Linked DNA regions of Mus musculus: regions 1 and 3 are each linked to region 2. Evidence: chromatin contacts called from public promoter capture Hi-C data. All regions are on one chromosome and are shown on one strand. The core of a region is the stretch at or near the end of the contact, and the rest is flanking DNA. Distances in the headings are between cores, read along the strand shown. Region 1 has its middle 16 kb from the start of Tmem176b. Region 2 holds the start of Rarres2 (retinoic acid receptor responder (tazarotene induced) 2). Region 3 has its middle 8.3 kb from the start of Gm30781.

Region 1 (2,747 bases), core at 199-2,698, 250 kb before region 2:
GTAAAAGTTCTTTTATTTTAATTTATTCATTGGTAATTTCATATGTGAATACAATGTATTTAGAGTGTATCCATCCCTTGCCCTCCCTCCAAGTCTATGACTTTAAAATGCAAACACTCATAGCTGTGTTCTTCCACTTTAGAACTGTCTTTCCTCCAGCCGGCAGGACGGCACAGAAGATAAAGATGCTTGCCACATAAGCCTGGTGACCTGCGTTTGGTCCCTGGAACTCACAGAAAGATGGAAGGAGAGACAACAGACATCTCCACCACGCTGTCTGACTTCCACACTCGTGCTGTGTCGCCTCCTGATCTCTGCACATGTAATGAGGGCAAGCTTTCAAGAGGAGCTGCTTTTCGTTTTCATTTTATTCTAGAGTTTTTAATTTTCCTTTTTGATTTTTTTGAATGAACCTTTGACCACTTAAGAGTGTACTGTTTAGCATCCATATGTTTGTACAGTTTTGTTGTTTCTCTTGCTATTGATTTTTTATTTTTATTTTATGTGATATGATATTTTCATATTTGTGAGACTTGTTTTGTGATTTAAATGTGGTCCACTTGAGGGATAATTATATGGACTGCTGAGAATAATGTATATTCTACAGTTATTGTATAGAATACAATAGAATTATGTAGATGTCTGTTAAATTTGTTTGATCTATGGTAGAGTATAATTCAGAAATTTCTCTGATTTTTTTAACCCAGATGACCTATATACTGATGAGAATAGGTTTTTTTCACTCATTTGTTGTTATTGGACCATCTGCCCCTTTATATCTGGTAGTGTTTGCTTTGTGAAGTTGGCTGCACCAATGTTCAGTGCACCTATGCTTATAGCAATAATTATATCTTGATGAGTATGTCCCTTAATTAATATAGGGCGGGTTAATTTTCTTTTCTGAAAATGTGTCCATAATTATTTCTATTTGTCAGGAGCTTCTACTTTAGTATTTTCTATTTGGTATTTTCACTTCTAACCCTTCCTTTTCAGTATGTCCTTGCCAGTAAGTTCCAAATTTTGCAGACAGTGAAAAGCTGATCTGGTCTTTAAATCCAGTCCTAAAGCTGAAAAGATGATACACATAGCACAGAAGTCGCGGAGGGGAGCGTGGATGGTGGCATGTGGGATACTGCAATGGGAAGATGGAGCACAGCAGAGCATGAGTGAGATAGGACAATTGGGTACCCACGGTGCCCCACATCCTCCTTTTGCCACTGTCTTGTGTCAGGGGCATGGCCCCAGAGTCAAATGCAGGGGCATGTAGCCAAATAAAGCTTCCAGGAATTGAGGACATTTTGTTCTCATGAAAAACAGCTTTGGATGTCTCTTATTTCCATTCCTTTGAGACTTGGGGTAAGCTGGAGTGTATGGAACTGGGGGTGGGGTGAGAGAGATTCGTGTGGAGCTGTGAGCTGGAGCGATGAGGCAATCAACAAGGATCCCTGTGGCAATGTAGGGCAAACACTGGCGGGACTTTGGACCTTAATCGTGGGGAAAGGGAAGCGGTTAGAGCAGTACAAACTTTACTTGATACATTTTTTAAAAGAACGTGAAATCGGGGTGGTGGGGGGAGGAGAGTGGGGAGAACTGGGGAGGGGTTCAAGATCATTTGGCCCTGGTTGTTTGTTTTTTGTTTTTGCTTTGTCAGACAGACTAAATTCAAGGACTGGACAGTAGCCTAAACCAGTAAAAGTTCAGAGAGGACCACCAGGCAACTCTCTGCCCAAGGTGACAGGAAAAAAAAAAAAAAAAAAGACAACACAGAGAGAAAAACAGGTTGGCCACAGCTCAGCCTTCCTCTTTCATGGCCGTGTCTGGACCGGTGACCACCTCCACCTCCGCTTCGAGCATTGGTGCCCTGATTGGCTGAGACTCGTGTACTCACCTTAAGACTCTACTCACAAGTTAGGTCAGGGAATCCATCTCTATATTAAGCTACAGTGTGCCACTGACAGAGGCAAATTTAATTTACTTTACAGGTTTGTACATATAAACCCGGCAGTTGACAGTAAACTTCAATAGTGACAGCACATGTCTGCCTTCTGTACAGCAATGCTATCAGAGGCCAGTGGGAGGCAATCTCCAAATATTTGTTGGGTAAATAAATAAACAGCATGAAATGTTTTGATTTAGTGTGTTTTGAGCCATCTGTATTTGCCAGTTTGTATCATGACCACCGTGACCTATCTGGGCAGTAACTGAATTTGGTGGAGCTCTTGAGCATCACCATAGAGAGGGAGAAGCACCTTGGTTGCTCTCCCACCGGCTTTGGTTGAGACTTAAAAAACGGGGAAAGCTTTATGAACCACTGAGTGGGCATTAGTATAGAATTTCAAAACAGATGGCCTCAGCAGCCACGCCTACTTTCTATTAGCAGCCCTAGATTCATCAGAGACCTCTTTCATTTCTGACAGGCTAAATGTCTTCAGATCCAGGAATAAAGCATGTGGCTCAGACTTACCTATACTGCAGATCATATACCCTGGCGTGTGGCTTCAGGCATAGGCACACAGCCTGACTTAGTCATGTCAGCACACCTATGGCTTCTGGGTCACAGATTCAGCAAAGGCTGCACTTGAAGCCTGAGGCTGCGATGTAGGGTCTATGGTTGCTCTTTGCTGTCCCACGCCTGCCTGGGGCTGCCAAAGATCACCCTGAGCTTGAAGATGAAGACCACGAGCTGAAATCAGACCCTAGAGGGGAAAATTTCTCCTGTAGTTGTTCTCCCAGGTGCTGAGCTGACC
Region 2 (2,700 bases), core at 192-2,691:
ATTCTGTCTCAGCCACAGGCTCCTAATACTCAAAAAGCCTATGGAAGACCAGGAGTCATCTCACTTAGGATGCGGACCTCAGGAATGGCTCAGAAAAGCAGCATATGGAGCCAACAAGGCCGGGCAACAAGAATGCATTTCTGGAGGGAGTTTGCTGACAGGAGAGTCTCAGCTAGGGATTTTCCTCACCCAGGAAAGGCATAAGAAAAGGCAGCCCTGGGCAACTGAGGCTGTAAAAGAAAGTTCTTCAGTCCCCTTCTCTGCGGAGAAGGGGAGGGACTTAGTGGGAGAAGGGGCTTGTGAGGAGGGGAGCTGCAACCGGGATGTAAAGTGAATGAATTAATGAAAAATATGAAATAATAAATTAATAAATAATAATAATTTAGTGGAAAATAAAGTACAAGGAGGACTGTAGGACCTTCAAAGCACCCTTTCAAGATCTAAAAATCATTATGTTCCATGTTAGTTTTCTAACCTAATATAACATGGCCTTATTTTTTTTCAGCTTATTCATTTAATGTTGTTTTTGACTGAAATTAAACTATCTTTAGTGGCAATAAATACTCAGAATTAAAAAATACATTTCAAAAAGGAAGTTCTTCAGAGAGCACGTAGTCCTTCACCCCTCAGGGAAAAGGTCCACCTGGCCAGCAGAGATCTGGAAGCTTTCAGCTCCTCAGACAGGAAGCAGTGACATCAGGCTTCTGCACTTGCTCAAGTCCTGAGAGACTGAGCTGGGGAAATGAGCCGGGGTCAGGGGTCAGGTAGGCTGGTCGGGCGGAAGGTGCTAGGTGGACGGGACGACAGCTAAGGAAACACGTCCAGCCCAGCAAGCCTATACATGGAGGCCTGAGAGTTGTGACGGGTCCATAGAAGGGAGGGTCTGCTTGAAGCCTCTGCAAGGAAAAGACTGATGCCAGCCAGTCAAAGCCAGGCCTACGTGGCTGTGAACAAACCCGAGACATCAGGAAAGACATGATAGATGTCTGGTAGGCAGATGAAGGCAGCAGTCAGTGACACAGGAGCTCTCTCACTGGACACACAGGACAAACTGAAGCAACAGACCTGCTGCTACCTTGGTACTGAAGGAGCCTCAGTTTCCCCAACTGTCACTTTCTAGTGGAAGATCACCTGGTCAAGCGGGGATCTGTCAAAAAACGGCTCCCTCAAGTGTTGGCAGTCATGTGTTGAGAGATGACAAAGGAAAGGCAAAGGAAAGACTGGGTTGGGACTGGGATGGAGAAACACCCACTGCTGGGGACAGTTGTCTTGATGGCAGCTGCAGCCTGGTGTGAGGAGGGTTAAGCATCTTGCAGTTCCCACCCGCTCTGGATCTGCTCAGTCCTCCCACGTTTACGTCTTCTGAAAAATATTCAGCCTGCAGTCTCATTTGGTGCTCCAGGCCCTCCCCCTCCCCCTCCCCCTCCTTTGGCTCAATGCAAGAGGAAGGTCAGGGAACTTTGGGAAACAGAAAACTCCAAAACTCCGGACTCTGGGAGAAGGGTCAGTGGGAAAAGGCGGGGCTTTGGGGACCAAGAGAGAGGAGAAAAGGGAGATGAGAGGGTGAGAGGGAACAACTGCCAGGGAGCTGTTCCAGGGACCACACAGAAAAAGGCCTCGCTAAAGCAACAAACCTGATCATTTTCAAGGTACCAGAAAGAGGCTGGGGATTTTGGATATGGAGGGAAGACCCAAAAGGAGGAGAAAATGGCTCAGAAAAAAGGCTATAGTGGACATAACCAGCAGGATTACTTCCCGGGGCTGTTGGCAGGGAACTCTAAAACTTTGTTGGCCCCAAAGTTTCTTTGGAAACAAGGCCTTGCAGAATGGGAAGGGCTAGTTGGATACCAATGGAAGGGGTACTTCAGAAAGGGGCACTTCTGTCCCTAGGAGTAGGTCAGGCCACCACCACCACAGCTCCAAGAACTAAAGCCCACACACCATCTTTGCAGAACCATAGGACTGAGGTGAAGCCATGAAGTGCTTGCTGATCTCCCTAGCCCTATGGCTGGGCACAGTGGGCACACGTGGGACAGAGCCCGAACTCAGCGAGACCCAGCGCAGGAGCCTACAGGTGGCTCTGGAGGAGTTCCACAAACACCCACCTGTGCAGTTGGCCTTCCAAGAGATCGGTGTGGACAGAGCTGAAGAAGTGGTTAGTGGTGTGATTGGGTAGAGAGTGGAGAGCTGCAGCCCTGGAGACCAGTGAATTCCCAGAAAGCTGTACTGGGAAAGGTCCCCAGCCTGCCACCCTCCTAGGCTGTGCCAGTTCTAAGTTAAGGTGTTGGGGAAAAGAAAAGGAGTAACATGCAGGAATTATCTGCTTGCCCTGTCTGTCTGTCTGTCTGTCTGTAGCTCTTCTCAGCTGGCACCTTTGTGAGGTTGGAATTTAAGCTCCAGCAGACCAACTGCCCCAAGAAGGACTGGAAAAAGCCGGAGTGCACAATCAAACCAAACGGGGTGAGTAAGGGGTTCTTGCTGATGGGACAGGCTGCCAGGAAAGGAACCAGAGTCCAGGGAAGCGCTGTGCCCATCACCAGGGACTGTCTGCAAGGAGGGGAGGGTGAAGGGAAGAGAGAAATTTCTCCATCAGAGTGGGTCCTCCTAAAGAAACTTCTCTATGGAGTTTATCCTGTATTCTGGCCACGATACACACAGTTCACTGAAGGGTTTCACAGTAATCAGTCACCCTAGGGTGAC
Region 3 (2,700 bases), core at 40-2,539, 230 kb before region 2:
AAGATTAGCAAACCTGATAACATACAGAACATAACGAGGTATGTGCTCAGCTTGATCCTGCTCTGAATCAAGTTATTTTTCCGTGTCAATGACTGGCAGGCATGTTATAGCAATGATATGAAATAGCTGGCGGGCATGGAACAAAATGGCTGCAGCAATGCTAGGAGGGCAGGCCTGGTCAGATTACAGGTAGCCATAATCCTATGCTAGACTTTCATAAAATAATAGAATCTAGTGACTTATTGAAAGGAAAAGTATAATTGATCCGTGTATATAATTTGCAATCAAAATAACCAACACCATTTAGAGTAATATTTATGTTAAAGCCACCTCTAGGGTAATCATAGGGTAAATTTACACAAATAATGTAAAAGGTTTTATTAAACGAAATGTATAATTACTGGGATGAGTGCATGTAAAATTACCAGACCATGTCTGTACAGAATTTAATGCTATAGGAACTTTCTATATATGTCATTGTTCAAGTCTCAGTTTATTATTAAACCAAATCCTAGCCTGAGGGGGAGCTAAGCCTCCAGCCTGCCAAGCCATTAACACTGTGGGTTCACAGTAGAAAAAGAGTATGTTTGTGAACATGCCATAGAACCAATTGATCATAATTACACCATTTACTATGATCTGTGGAACAGTTAGAAACATATTTTCCATGAGGATTTCAATCAATTAACCTATCATGTTGAATGTCTTTTTTCTTTTTACTTTGACATCTACATCTGGACTGAAGAACAGGAATAAATTTAGGAATTTTCATAGGAAAGATTAGTACAAAAAGGATCTAAACTATGACCAGTACAGTTGATTACATTATTAGATTAACCAAAAATGTCCAGAAAATAGCTTAAAAACAGACCCATATGAGTAGTTCTGGTGTCTGGTAAAACCTAAGCAAATATTAGCCTTCTAATAGGAATGTGTGTGTTATGATGCCCTGTGGACAAATGCAGTCTCCTCTTAAGTATCTTCTCCCTTGGTGCACGTGGGCTTAATTTGCCCCAGGTGGGCAGATTGACTCTGATGGTCAACACCACCTTTTGCCCTTCAGCTAGAGATTTTCTATTTTTCTCCTGACTTCAGCTCTATCCTCTACATTTGTCCTTAGTGGCTGGGGCCACAGGAGTCCAAGAGAAGTCCATAATGCCTCAGTGGATCCAACTGCAATGGCAGATACACATCTCCTTCCCCTCCCCCCTCAGCCAAGGAGGCTTCCAAGTCTCAGATTGTTTAAACCACACAGGCCTGTCTAAAGGCAGTTCAGTGTTCTGTAGAGAAATGTTTGGGATGTTCTGTTCTGTTTGTTTGGTTGGTTTGGTTTCCAAGATAGGGTTTCTCTGTGTAGCCCTGGCTGTTCTGAAACTCACTCTGTAGACCAGACTGGCCTTAAACTCAAAGAGATTTACCCGCCTCTGCCTCCCAAGTGCTGGGATGAAAGTACGAGCTGCCACAACCAGTGTTTGAGCTCTTTAACATTTATCCCCTGGAGGCAAATTTTGAAAATCAAGAGTAAAACAGGAAAGTGCAAGATCATTTTTTGCAGGGCTGACAAAATGACTCAGCAGTTAAGAGTACTGATTTTTATTCCAGAAGTCCGGAGTTCAATGTCCAACAACCACATGTTGGCTCACAACTATCTGTAATGGAATCAGATGCCCTCTTCTGGTGTGTCTGAGGACAACTACAGTGTACTCACATGCATAAAATAAATAAACAATTTTTTAAATAAAAGATTATCCCTTAGTGCCCATTTTTTATTTTTAATTATTATTGTCCTACCATAAGGACCTTGAGGATTCTAAGGAATACCTGCGCCAATGCAGAGCTGCAGGGATGGCATCCAAGGAGGCATAAGAGCAAAGCGAGTGACATCCATTTGCCACAGTTCATTAGTATTTCTACCTCTGGGATTAACTCCACTACATGACTGTGACAGTTTAAGGGAGCACACGCAGGACATTCTTGCACAATTTGTCTCTCTTGTCTAAGCAGGCTGTGGTGTGGTGGGTGAAGATTATTAGCATTAGTGTGTTGGTGTTGATGTTTCTGATCTGGAAAAATAAAAATCAGGCAAGTTAAAGCTTATTCCCTTGTGCAATCAAACCAGGGAGGTTAGAATGTGCGTGGTTATGAGTACAAACAATGTAAGGGTGCTTACCAGTTGTTTAGTTCCTGTAGTAATGGGAACATTTAGGATGGGAAGACAAAATTAAAGCAGTTTCAACTGCTGGAAATAATTCTACAACATAAGCAGATTCTGAAACAATATTTAAGTGTTTATGGACTAACTGTAATAAACAAATCAAAACTGCCAGTTCCACTTGTTGGGCTGAGGAAAAAGATATAAGAGATTTATGAATGGGAGGAGACTAGACAAGTTTTGTAATCACAAATTCATTTTGTAGGAGAAAATCCCATAGTTTGCCAGCGGGATAACTATTCCCTATCCTTCCATAGTAATCTGCAAATGAAATTTGAGAATCCATAGGGTTCTGTAAGGCTCTTAAAAACTCATTGTTAGGTAATGGTAAAATGATTCAGCAAGGATCAAGCCCATATAATTGTTGCCATTGGGTCTTCCCCTGAATTACTAATTGAGCTATGTAGGTAGTTAGTATTTTATGGCCTATATTGTGTATACAAATCCATTCCAAATGTTTATCCTCTTGTGTTATAACACATGCAGGA

The links. Promoter capture Hi-C pulls out the DNA fragments that hold promoters and counts their contacts.
Region 1: a contact with region 2 is called in a promoter capture Hi-C map of liver. The contact joins the enhancer-like site here to the promoter of Rarres2 in region 2. A contact is called at or near these places in 11 of 39 promoter capture datasets (the 3T3-L1 cell line, the C10 cell line, HPC-7-derived erythroid cells and 5 more).
Region 3: a promoter capture Hi-C map of liver shows a contact between it and region 2. The contact joins the enhancer-like site here to the promoter of Rarres2 in region 2. A contact is called at or near these places in 6 of 39 promoter capture datasets (the C10 cell line, the HPC-7 cell line, liver and 2 more) and 2 of 9 other capture datasets (adipose tissue and liver).

What each region holds. Positions count from the first base shown.
Region 1 is chr6:48,823,897-48,826,643 of GRCm38.p6, reverse strand. No RefSeq gene overlaps it. Among named protein-coding and RNA genes, the nearest start is that of Tmem176b, 16 kb to the left of the region's middle. Within about 2 kb of position 1,448, at least 31 of the 459 cell types and tissues checked have an H3K27ac peak or open chromatin away from gene starts, as enhancers often do. A contact at or near this core is called in liver, where this site is marked.
Region 2 is chr6:48,571,543-48,574,242 of GRCm38.p6, reverse strand. It overlaps Rarres2 (retinoic acid receptor responder (tazarotene induced) 2), which reads left to right and starts at 1,441. Exons shown (of 6, transcript NM_027852.3): 1 at 1,441-1,649; 2 at 1,953-2,155; 3 at 2,356-2,460. The coding sequence starts at 1,976.
Region 3 is chr6:48,805,815-48,808,514 of GRCm38.p6, reverse strand. No RefSeq gene overlaps it. Among named protein-coding and RNA genes, the nearest start is that of Gm30781, 8.3 kb to the right of the region's middle. Within about 2 kb of position 1,289, at least 4 of the 459 cell types and tissues checked have an H3K27ac peak or open chromatin away from gene starts, as enhancers often do. A contact at or near this core is called in liver, where this site is marked.